Regions from separate parts of the Mus musculus genome. Here region 2 is linked to region 1. The links are chromatin contacts, called in public HiChIP or PLAC-seq maps. All regions are on one chromosome and are shown on one strand. Each heading gives the region's core, a stretch centred on a gene start, on an enhancer-like site or on the middle of the called end of the contact. The rest is flanking DNA. Distances are from core to core; before and after follow the strand shown.

Region 1 (6,211 bases), core at 1,361-3,860:
CCATTCTAATATCGAATAAAATCAACTTTCAACCAAAAGTTATCAAAAAAGATAAGGAAGGACACTTCATACTGGTAAAAGGAAAAATCTACCAAGATGAACTCTCAATACTGAATATCTATGCCCCAAATGCAAGAGTACCCACATTCATAAAAGAGACTTTACTAAAACTCAAAGCACACATCACACCCCATACTATAATAGTGGGAGGCTTCAATACCCCACTTTCATCAATGGACAGATCATGGAAACAGACACCAAACTGAGACACAGTGAAACTAACAGAATTTATGGACCACATGGACCTAACAGATATTTATAGAATATTTCATCCTAAATCAAAAGAATATACTTTCTCCTCAGCACCTCATGGTATCTTCTTCAAAACTGACCATATAATTGTTCACAAAACAGGCCTCCACAGATACAAGAAGACTGAATAATCCCATGCATCCTATCAGATCACCACAGACTAGTGCTGGTCTTAAATAACAACAAAAACAACAGAAAACACACATACACATGGAAGCTGAGCAATGCTCTACTCAATGATAACTTGGTCAAGGAAGTAATAAAGAAATTAAAGACTTTTTAGAATTTAATGAAAATGAAGACACATCATACCAAAACTTATGGGACACAATGCAAGCAGTGGTAAGAGGAAGACTCATAGCTCTGGGTACCTCCAAAAAGAAACTGATGAGAGTTTACACTAGCAGCTTGACAGCACACCTGAAAGCTCTAGAACAAGAAGAAGAAGAAGAAGCAAATACACCCAAGAGGAGTAGAGGCAGGAACTAATCAAACTCAAGGCTAAAATCAACCAAATAGAAACAAAAAGAACTATAATCAACAAAAATCAGAAGCCGGGCGTGGTGGTGCACACCTTTAATCTCAGCACTCGGGAGGTAGAGGCAGAGGCAGGTGGATTTCTGAGTTCGAGGCCAGCCTGGTCAACAAAGTGAGTTCCAGGACAGCCAGAGCTACACAGAGAAACCCTGTCTCGAAAAACCAAAAACCAAACCAAACCAAACCAATAAAACAAAAACAAAACAACAAAAAACAAAAAAGTCAGGAGCTAGTTCTTTGAGAAAAATCAACAAGATAGATAAACTCTTAGCCAGACTAACCCGAGGGCACAGAGACGGTATCCAAATTAATAAAACCAGAAATGAAAAGAGACATAACAATGAAATATATCTTAAAATAATTATTCCGTTTATTGAATATTAACAGCTAAAAATATTAAACTCATGTTCTACAAACAAACAAAAAGAAGGAGAAGAAGAAGAAGAAAGCAAGCAAGCTTTCTTGATCTACCACTCACCAGTCACACATCAGCATCTCCTGTGGCTCCATAGAGCTGAGGACTTTACAAGCTGTCACAACCTTTGTAGAAAGGGTCTGTCCAGCAGGAGGGGGTGGGGTGGGGTGGGTGAAATTCCTAGTACAAGTATCCCAGTATCAATCATGGAACTTTAGAATGTTTTCAGGAACACACAAAGGAGACTAAGGAACTTTTATGTTAATTAAATATAATCACACACATAGCAGAAAGTGTGCAGGGGGAGGCTCCAATGTTATTATTAACAATGCTTATTTCAATGGGAAGTCCTGGGCTCTTGAATAATCTCCATTCTTTGTCTTCAAACCTGCCAAATTTCCACAAGTTCTAAAAATAAGCAGAGATTAACTACTACTTAAGAGGCAAAGGCAGGCAGATGTCTTAAGTTCCAGGCCATCCTGGTCTACATAGTGATTCCCAGGACAGCCAGGGTCTTCTTCAAGATCAGTAAGTGCTTGTAACTGCCCAGGAATCTCTCCAGTCTTGGATAGGTTTTGGTGGGGGCCGATCCAAGACCCAAACCATCTTCTCAGTAGATTAGTGCCTCTGACTTTGACTTGAAGATTTAAGGTCTGGATTAAACCTCTTGGCTTCTTCAGTTAAGTTTTTATGTACATGTTGGTCTCTTCTACTACTTATTCCTTTTTAGTCTTCTCCAAACTCCAGTATCTACTGCGCAGGCCTGTTCCCCTAGAGATTACACTCTGGCTACTCTGATCTGAGCTCTGAGGCAGGAGAATCTTGAGTCAGAAGCAGGCCTGGGCTAGTGAGTTTCCGAAAAGCCTGAACTGGGTAGTAAGAGACTTTTTCAAAGAAGCCAAAACCATAAAAGTGAGCCTGGAGCAGTGGCACAGCCACTAATCTAGTCCTTGGAAGACCGGAAGCAGTCTCAGGAGTTAAAAGTGATTGTCATTCACCATCCATTGCACAGTTCAAGGACAGTCTGAGTCCTGTGAAAACCTGTTTCCAAAAAAAAAAAAAAAAAAAAAAAAAAAGCCCTTCAAATTTAAAGGGACAAGACGTTTATTGGGTGAGTACCTTCTCGCAGGTCCATGTCGTGGCAAACAAAAAGCCTCTCACAGGAGTTTTGGACAATGTACGATTCTAGTTTGTTTGTTTGTTTTTTTTTTTTTTTGGTTTTGTTTAGTTTTGTTTTCCTTAATACTTTGGAGACAGACGCGAGAGCTGGGCGGTGGCTGAAAACTTCCGTTGCTCCCATTGGTTCTCAGGCTGTAGGCCCCACCTCCTCTCGGAGGGACCAATTGAGTTACAGTTTAAACTGCGGTGTGCCGGGTCGTTGGTGGCGCAGTCTTCGGTGAGTTTAGCTGTGAGCTCGTCGTGGGTGAGGGCGTCTTGGGCGAGCTTGGGGTGGCGGGGAGGGCAGACCCGGGACTGGAGGTTGAAGCAGGGTCGGGACGTGTGCTTCACTCGGCCCCGCGTCCCGAGGCGCTCTTGTCGTGCTCGACCCACAGCAACGCTGTTTTTACTTTTCTTCTTCCCTCCCCACTTCAGGATCTCAAGCAGCCCTGGCTGGTCTTGAACTTGTTATGTAGCAGGAGGCCAAATTTGAGCATCCTCTTGGCTTCTCTTTATAGCAGAGATTGTAGGCTGGAGACAGTTTTGATGGGTGCCAACATAAACTGATTTCTGTAAGAGTTGAGTGTTTTATGACCCTGGCGTGCAGATTTAGGATCTGGATTAAGCCTGTTGACTTCTCCAGCTACTTATAAATTTTTGTGCATAGGTGCCCTGGGTAAAGCTTGGTCTCTGTTACTGCGTAGTTTTTCCAGCCGTCCTCAATGCCAATATCCTAATATTCAGGTCTCTCCCTTAGAGTAATCCAGAATGGCTACTCTTATCTTTGTTGATAAGGATAATGAAGAACCCGGCCGCCGTTTGGCATCTAAGGATGGGTTGAAGCTGGGCACTGGTGGTAAGTATTTCCTGCCTTGAGATACACAGGTGTTGTGAATGGTCCCAGCCTACAGTTCCCAATGTAACCTAGGGGGGCCTTGAACTTCTGATCCTTTGACTCCACCTGCCCAGTGCAGTGATTACAGGCATGGGCCACCTTGCCTGGCTTATGCACTGCCGGGAATGGAACTTGGAGCTTTTCAAATGCTACTAAGTCACGTGTCCAGGCGCTCTGCTTAAATCGGTTTTTTGAGACATAGCTTTAACTGGCCTGGGATTTGCTATGCAGATCAGGCTGGCCTTGAACTCAGGAGATCCACTTACCCCTGACTCCTAAATTCTGGGATTAAAGGCGTGCGCCATGGTGCCTATGTTCATACTTATTGTCTTAATGAGGTTATTTAGAGTGCTAAGTAACTGCCCCAAATGAGGCACAGGTTTGTGTGTAAGAATTGAGTTAAGTTGTATGGCCTAATCTTTAAGAGCAATACATTTATTACCTTTATTTGTGTATGTGTGGGGTCACACGCATGCCGTGGTGTGCCTGTGGAGGTCAGAGGACAACCTGTGGAAATTGGTTTTCCTTATACTGTGTGGGTTCTGGGGACTGAATTCAGGTTGTCTGGTTTAGCCGAAAGCTCCTTTATTTACCCACTGAGTCTGTGATTTTTTTTTTTTTTTAATGATTATCCCTTTTTCAACAGTCAAGGCCTTAGATGGGAAATTGCAGGTTTCAACGCCTCGAGTCGGCAAAGTGTTCAATGCTCCAGCCGTGCCTAAAGCCAGCAGAAAGGCTTTGGGGACAGTCAACAGAGTTGCCGAAAAGCCTATGAAGACTGGCAAACCCCTCCAACCAAAACAGCCGACCTTGACTGGGAAAAAGGTGAGTGCGGGCTATGAACATGAATATTTGTACATGTGTTGGCACTTAAGAAAAGTTTATTATTTTTATTCATGTATACGTAGCTGTAGATGAATACTGCATGTGTGCAGTTACATAAGGAGGCCAGAAGAGGGCGCTGGGTGCTTGGAATTGAGTCTGACTCCTTTGGAAGAGCAGCAAGTGCTTTTACCCTCTGAGCCATCCTAAGCCCCACTGCAGCACTTCTGATGCTTAGAAACTTACTTCCCATCTGCCTCTCTTCCTCTCAGTAGGAGGTAAAGAGAGGTCCACAAACTCACAGAGAGGAGTCAGGCTGGTACTTCCAGTTGCTCAGCATCTTGAGATCGCAGCTTTTAGGAGTAGCTAACCCTGATTTTGCCTCAGCTGTTCTTAACTAGTACCAGGAAGCAGTTGGTTAGAGGCCATGTGACAGATGTGTGAAGTACTTAGCTGGGCTTGATAAGCACCTGCAATCCCAGCACTTGGGAGGCTGAAGCTGGAGGAGGGGTTGGCTGGAGGCTAGCCTGAACTACATGCCCCCACTCTGGCATACATACACATAGATCGGATGGGATCAAGAGCGCCCAGGCTTCTGTTTTGACTTGCTATTATTGATTGTCTACCTGATAATTCTTTGGATGTTTTAGGTTCTGCTGCTACTTAAGTCCATATGTTTAAGGAACACAAACTTGTTAATATTAGCCAAGTAAATAATTAAGGTAACAGTGGCAGAAAAATTACACTTTTATGAGGTCAAATTGACTTCCAGGATTAGCCACTATTCTGGGGTGCCTCAAGTCTGTTTTGTCCACTGTTAGGTTTGAACAGTTGAGTTGATTAGCTTTAAATTAACCCTGCTCAGGATTCTTAATAATATATGTGGACAGGTACTAAGAGGTCTGACTTAAAGAATACTTTTATTTTATGTATTTGGATGTTTGCCTGTATGGTATATGTATTGGTTAGGGTTTTCCTGCTATGAACAAACACCATGACCAAGGCAACTCTTATAAGGACAATATGAATTGGGGCTGGCTTACAGGTTCAGAGGTTCAGCCCATTATCAATGTGGGAAGCTTGGTAATATACAGGCAGGCATGGTGCAGGAGGCACTGAGAGTTCTACATCTTCATCTGAAGGCAGCAAGGACCAGGGTATTAAAGCCCATGTCCTTAGTGATACACATATTCCAATGAGGCCACACCTCCTAATATCATCACTCCCTGGGTCAAGCATATACAAACCATCACAGTATGTAAGTGTGCCACGTGCCTGAGGAAGACCTGAGACATCGCTTCATCTGGACTGGAGTTACAGATAGTTGTGAGCCACCCTGTGGGTGCTGGGAACTGAACCTGAGTCTTCTGTAAGAGCAGCAAGTGCTCGGAACCACAGAGCAGTTGGTTAGAGGTCATGTGACAGATGTGTGTCTTCCCGTCTCCTTTGTGTGTGTGTGTGTGTGTGTGTGTGTGTGTGTGTGTGTGTAGGGCAGGACAGGGCCGGTGCGTGTGATGGTATGCATATCCGAGTCAGGACAACTTCCAGGAGTCCATTTTCTCCTCACCTTTACACTGAGTCCTGAAAACTAAGGACTGACTTCTTAGAAGACAGCACACAATGAACACATTCAAAGTAGTGATGCCATCATTGGAAGAGGCTGTCCAACCGCAAGCTACCTTGCAGGTTGGCGAAACTGCATTCTCTCAGTGCTTGTTCTCTTGGGTTTTTCTAGATCACCGAGAAGTCTACTAAGACACAAAGTTCTGTTCCTGCTCCTGATGATGCCTACCCAGAAATAGAAAAGTTCTTCCCTTTCAATCCTCTAGGTAAAAATGTCTTTGGCACGATGGGCAGGCCCTCAGTTTGAGATTTCTCTTAGACTCTAACTCCGTGCGACTCTAACGTGTAGCCCTAGAGTCTGAGACTGTCTGAACCTGACTTACTTTGAATACATAGACTTGTTCAGGGGGACTCACTTGCCAGAGCATCACCTTCTGTCACGGGGGAGAAAGGGAGCAGAGATGTTGAGGAAAAAGTTAGAAGTTCAAGGTCATCATTGTGTGAGTTCA
Region 2 (6,211 bases), core at 2,292-4,791, 240 kb after region 1:
ATATCTATAATGTATATATATATATATATATAATTTCTTTTAGTTCTTTTCTGATAGAATATTTGTATAATTGGTTTTGACTATAGAAACTCTCCTTGAAGTTGTTTCAGATATAGTATAATAGGAGTAAAATCAGCTAGAGATGGTGAGATATTGCTTTCCAACTCTAGTGCTCAGCAAAGCATTTAACACTTGAGCCTTGGTTTCTTTATCTGTAGAATGTAGCTAATATCACCAGCCCTGCCTATCCCATTGGTGCCTTAGAAAATAGAATCTATTCAGAAGAATTCTGCAATGCATATCATTCTATCCAAACAGAAGGCAGCAATGCTGAAGACCATAATGGGCATGGTTCCTGGGTATAGTTTTGAACATATGAGCGAGTAAATTTGTCATTCAGGGTTGTAAGCTACAGCTGTTCAAAGGGGCAATTTGATTAGAAGAAATGATAGCATTTCCTGTCTTTGTGTAAATATACTGTCCATTACACCCATGGGGGTGCCAACATAAATAAACTCTCTACTCACTTGAAATAAATTGCCCATCCAGGAGTTTCTAAAAATATGGCTCTTGTCCCTCCAGGTATTGATTCTTTCAGGGACAAACAGTGAGTCCGGAGATGATGACAAATCATGCTGTAATTTGTGGGCTGCTTTTGCACTTTTGATTAAGCCATGCGCTTTGGTCCTGACCCATACCACTCAGATCACTGCTGGGTTTCAGAAAGGAGTGGCAGCTAATAATCCTGCAGCAGCTCAGAGTCCCTGTTGCCCCTGAATCACGCCCTGTGGGGCTCCGGCCAAGGTCATGGTGAAGGTCGACTCTCTTGCCCTGTTCTTGCTCAGAGCAAACCTGCTGTGTCTTTTCTCTGACTCCTTCTTTCCAGGCACTGCCCATGGCTCTTCTGTCTTCATCTTGTGGAGGGCTGGTTTTTCCCTCTCTCGCTACCTTGGTTTCTTCTTGCACTCTCCAAAATAGATGCAGAAGACACAAGAGCCCTGCTTTTGCAAATGTTTATTATTATTTTTAAAGTATGTGTATGTGATACATACATGTGAGTGAAGATACCCTTAAGATATAAAAAAAAGAAAAGTGTTCTATCCCCTAGAGCTGGAGTTACATTCAGCTGTGATCATTCTGTTGTAGTTATGGAAACCAAACTTAAGTCCTCTGCAAGAGCGGTACACACTCTTTTAACCACTGAACTATCTTTCAAACCCCCAATACTGTGTCCTCTAAACATGACGACGTGGCCCTACTTCCCGTAAGGACAAGATGTGGTTCCTCCAGGGAAGCTTTTGTGACTGCCAAAGGATGTATGTAATTACCAGGCCATCTAACATCAACCAGGCTCAGCAAACTTTGATTCTCCTCCCAGGTAGGGCAGGGCTCATCTCACCACCCTCCAGATTATTCTATTTCATGGATAAACTTAATCTAAGCAGATTCTTGTTTTTAATTGTTCCCCCCTTCCCCCATAAGCTGCTGCTCTTTGACGAGAGTCCCACTGACTGCAACCAAAGCACAGGGAGAGATAACCCTCTTTCAGAGGAGGGTATATGTCTCTGCAGGGCTTTAGGGAAGGCCAGACTATTTTTCCCTGTGTCAGGCACATGCTAATAAGATCCCAATGTAAATTTAGGACGTGTGGGCAAGTGTATAGTTGAGAATAAACGGAACATCATCTCATAGTTGGCATGTAACAGATTTGCCTATGGGAAAATCTGTGGGGCATTTCTTGATTGATTTGGAAGGGCCCACAGTGGGTAGTGGCATCCCTGGGCTGGTGGTCCTAGGATATATAAGAAAGTAAAGCTAGCAAACCAGGAGGAGTAAGCTAGTGAACAGTACCCCTCCATAATCTCTCCTTCTATTCCTGCCTTGAGTTCTTGTCCTGACTTCCCTTTATCATGAATAAGCTGTAAAATGAAATAAACTCTTTTTGAACCCCAACGGCTTTTGGTCATGTCTTGACTATGGCAAGAATGCAAACTAGAACAGCTGACTCATAAAAACTGTCTTCAAAGTTGAGGTCTCATGCATTCATTCTTTTCTCTTTCATGATTTTGAGTATTTATTGGATATCAGGACATGGATCTTGGGGAAAGGGAAAGAGATTCAGAGAGGAGGAAGTGGGTATTGACACAACAATTACTATAGCGATAAACAACACCCAGTTCCCAGTCTTGCTCAGGTGTGTCCATTTGGTACCTTTGAAAGCAAAACAAAGTGGTCCAAAAGTCAGGGTGTCATAACTTCCCAGGCTGTGTTGTCTTACTTTTTGCTGACCTTTATCTCAGATACAGCAAGCTGGCCACTGTCAAGGCCACCAGGAAATGCAATCTAAAGCAATCTGGCTGGAGCATATTGTAACAGTGAGAACAGGTTAGGACAGGAAACCCCTTACGTGTTCTTCCAGTTTTACTTTTTTAAGTTTACTTACCATCATGTTATTTTCACAATGGATTATCAAGTCATTCAATTAAACTGGTTAACAAGTCCCTGCTTCACTTTTTGATATTTTAGTAGACCACTGCTCCATGTTTCCTTATCTCCTCTTCCATATTCTTTGCAAAACAAGCTCCTGTAGCCCCTTCATCCCTTGCTCACATCTTGACGTAAGTCAAGGCATCCTGCCTCTTATGCTGTCCCACTGTGGGACTGTGAGCTGAGTGCAATGACTCCAGGAAGGAAAATCACACAAGACCGTTAACTTATTATTCCTTTCAGTCCTTCACTGTCATCTTGGATTCCTAGTTGTGGTTTCTAAGTCCAAATCCTCAAGCTTTCTTTTCAACCACCGAGCCTTATTATATGTTCTTCCTTCCCTTCCTTTTCCTACCGCATTCTTATTACAATTCTCTTTTGTTCCAATTATCTAGAACCATCTCACAGAATTCTGTTACTTGTGAAGAAAAGAACACAATTCCCTGTAGTGGTCACTCCACTCCATGGCCACACAGCACACTTTCTTTCGTAACATAGATGTAGTGTTACTTTACAAATTTTGTGAGAATTTTATTTTTAATTATTTGTGCTCCAATCATTTATATTTTAAATGTTTACATTTGTTCTATGACCATTTTGTACACGTTTAATAATCCTGCTTATTGTTTCCTCTGCCCCTCATTTTACCTCACTCTCACCAGTGTGGCCCGCCTGACCTTCCTATACTCACACCCTTTTGTTTAGAGACTCCTGTTTTTAATCAAGACTGGTAGATGATTAATTCCCACAAAAGGTCACCAATTCCACAGTAGTTTTGCTAAATCTGTATTTTTCTTTGTTAATGAACACTGAAAGCATTACTACTTGTTTTGGAGTCACACAAGGTATAAAGCAGTGGTTCTCAAACTGTGGGTTGTGACCCCTTTGGGGGTTAACTGATGGGGGGGGGTCATTTATATCAGAATTCTTCCATATCAGATAGTTACATTATGATTCATAACAGTAGCAAAGTTACAGTTATGAAGTAGCAACAGAAATGTTTTTATGGTTGGAGGTTACCAAAACACGAGGAACTGTGTTAAAGGGTTGTAGCATTAGGAAGGTTGAGAAACACAGCTATAAAGTAACAGTGACTCACAGTCATATGGTCTTAGAGTACAGGATTCATGTTTCAAATCATTTTGAAACCCCTGTCAATCTAGAAATTCTGTGCTCATTGAAGGAAAGGAAACAGCCGGCCTTTCCTCTAACACAGAACACATGTATTCATCCAGATTTTACTAGGAGCCGAGGATGTCTGTTAAAGAGAAGAGTGGAGTCAGTTATCACTACGCTTGCTTACTGCTGAGTCCATTTTCTCATGGTGCTCAGGAGAGGGGGCCACCATGAAGATTCCTGGACCTGGATTAGCCCAACAAAGCAAGGGTAGGGATACCTCTCCTAATCTGATCAATGGGCCATGCCATAAAGGAGTTAAAAGGCTGGCAGAACACCATGCCAACTAAAAAAGCAGTGAGGAGGAATACTGTAGAATTGGGGAATTCCTCTTCACTCACTCTTTTAAAGAAAAAAAAAGTGTTTCACTAGGGTATCTAAATCGTGATAGCAAATGTTCACCATACATCATCTGCTGGGATAAATCATTGTTTCCTTCCTGGAATGCAAATGAAGGAAGCCCTAATTTCTGCAAACCCTATCTGAAACTACTAACAATTACTGGCACTTGGCAAACTTTCTAGTTCCTGGTTGGTGATTGTCCTTTTCAAGATAACCACTGGGTGTGATGAGTAATCCCTTCCATCTGTCTCTGGAGGAGGGGCTAGTCTACATTCCCAGTCATCTGGACAGTCTTCCTGCCACAGCTACTGGCATACAAGAACATGGCTTGGGCTGGAAGGCCATCTGAACGGGACCTTAATGCTTCCTTGTAGGTTGAGTTTCCTTTTTCCAAGTAGATGGATATTATGGTTTTTTTGTTTTGTTTTGTTTTTTGTTTTAATTCAAGACTAATAAATCTTAAGGTCTTGCTGTGACATATTCCTTATAATGTCTGGGTTTGACATTCCAACAAAATATCAGAAAAAGAATGATTTTGTCCCCGGATCATTTCCAAAAGAAATATTAGTAGAGTTGTTTACCAAGGACTGTGTCATGCAGTCATTAATTTCTGATTAGAACTCATTGGCTTAGTCTATTCCCTGGCCTGTGTTTATTTTGTCTTCGACCCCAGGAATATGTCATTGCATTACTTCACAGAGAAGGCCTGTCATCTACACTCAGTGAAAAAATAAATAAGTGACATGAGGCATAAACTCTGGACAACTGCCATAGGAGGGGCAGTGATGTCTTAAGGGAGTATTCACTGTAAAGACAAACCTTCTCTGTATAAAACTGTCTTGTTAGAGATAACAAAAACACGGGAAAACAATGGGAAAACCCAATGTTTTTGGCAAAAGAGGCCGTAAAAAGCAGAGTATAAATTTCAACTCGAGAAGCTATATTGAGCTGTTCACAGAAGATACAATCATAACGTGTCACCTCTGCCAATAAATAATGGCAATGAAAATCCAAGCCAGGCATTAACAACTAGACATTCTATAGCATTGGATGAGAAAGTGAATTGATTAACTGGAAGATGGGGTGAAGAAGAATGAGAAGTAGCAACATCTACAGAAGCCCAGAGAAGAGTAAGAACCTGCTATTCGATCCACAATATTGGGAAGGCAGAGGAACTAAGACAGGAAGCAGGTTTCGGGGAAGAAAGACTAGCATGGGGGAAGGGATATAGGAGAGAGTTAGAGGACATCCAGACCCTGCCCTATATAGTATACAACCATGGTCATATGTAATGTAGGATTTTACAGTCTGAGTCTGTAATGGATATCCATTGCTTTGTTGCTCAAAACCCTTTTTCTCCACAGATCAGTCCTCCTTATGACTTTCAGACGGAGGATGCAGTTCAGAGAACCCTGACACTCTGGCCATAGTTAATTGGTCCAGGAATGGGTATATGATACCTAACCTGGGACAATCAGTCTCTTTCCCTGGGATGCTTTCCTGACATACGTATCAAAAAGACTGATTACTCCTCTCTAGGAATTAAATGGGAGCTGGGCCCAAAGTGGAGCTTATCCTGATGGATTCTCACTTCCTGGCACCACAAGGCCTAAGGCGCACTCACCTTGTATTTTTCCAACAATTTTCATTTTGGGCAAGGTATTTTTAGTCAGCATTTTGCCATATGCAACCAAGGTATTGTGTGTGTGTGTGTTTGTATGCATATGTGTGTTTTGTCTTGTACAGGGCAGAAGTTGGGACAGCTGTCTTTCATTTCTCTTCACAAAATGATTTGAGTCACTGTCCTTTACTAAAGCTAGAGCTTATTGATTAGATTAGATTGGGTGATCAAGCATGCTGAGGGAGGAATGCTCCTGTCTCTACCTTGATGATGCTAGGATTATAGGCTCACATCCCCTTCGTAGTTTTAACACAGGTGCTGGAGATCCAACGTACATCCCCAGGGATGGTTGTGTAACATTTACTTGCCTGAGCCATCCTGCAACTAAGATTTTTGATTAATCCACATGTTAGATAGGTATGGTTATCATTTGAGACAAGAAATATTTTTCATATTGAGTTTAAATACACACAATTTTTCTTACTGGTTAAGGTTGTGTAGGCCAACATTTAAATCTAAATATATTATCCTAAGCTATGGAGATGGTAGAATGGAGAAAGTCTGAAATCTTTATGCTATCATCCA

What was found. HiChIP or PLAC-seq counts read pairs in DNA pulled down with a chosen protein or histone mark.
Region 2: an HNF4G HiChIP or PLAC-seq map of pancreatic cancer cells shows a contact between it and region 1. The contact joins the enhancer-like site here to the promoter of Pttg1 in region 1. A contact is called at or near these places in 2 of 39 promoter capture datasets (both in the C10 cell line), 2 of 15 datasets of contacts at CTCF or cohesin (large pre-B cells and pro-B cells), 1 of 484 Hi-C or Micro-C datasets (centrocytes), 2 of 115 datasets of contacts at active chromatin or transcription factors (large pre-B cells and pancreatic cancer cells) and 1 of 9 other capture datasets (adipose tissue).

Annotation. Positions count from the first base shown.
Region 1 is chr11:43,422,650-43,428,860 of GRCm38.p6, reverse strand. It overlaps Pttg1 (pituitary tumor-transforming gene 1), which reads left to right and starts at 2,610. Exons shown (of 6, transcript NM_001131054.2): 1 at 2,610-2,660; 2 at 3,180-3,278; 3 at 3,964-4,142; 4 at 5,875-5,968. The coding sequence starts at 3,191.
Region 2 is chr11:43,181,056-43,187,266 of GRCm38.p6, reverse strand. The region is part of intron 4 of Atp10b (ATPase, class V, type 10B); the gene reads right to left. Among named protein-coding and RNA genes, the nearest start is that of Atp10b, 34 kb to the right of the region's middle. Within about 2 kb of position 3,541, at least 50 of the 459 cell types and tissues checked have an H3K27ac peak or open chromatin away from gene starts, as enhancers often do. A contact at or near this core is called in pancreatic cancer cells, where this site is marked.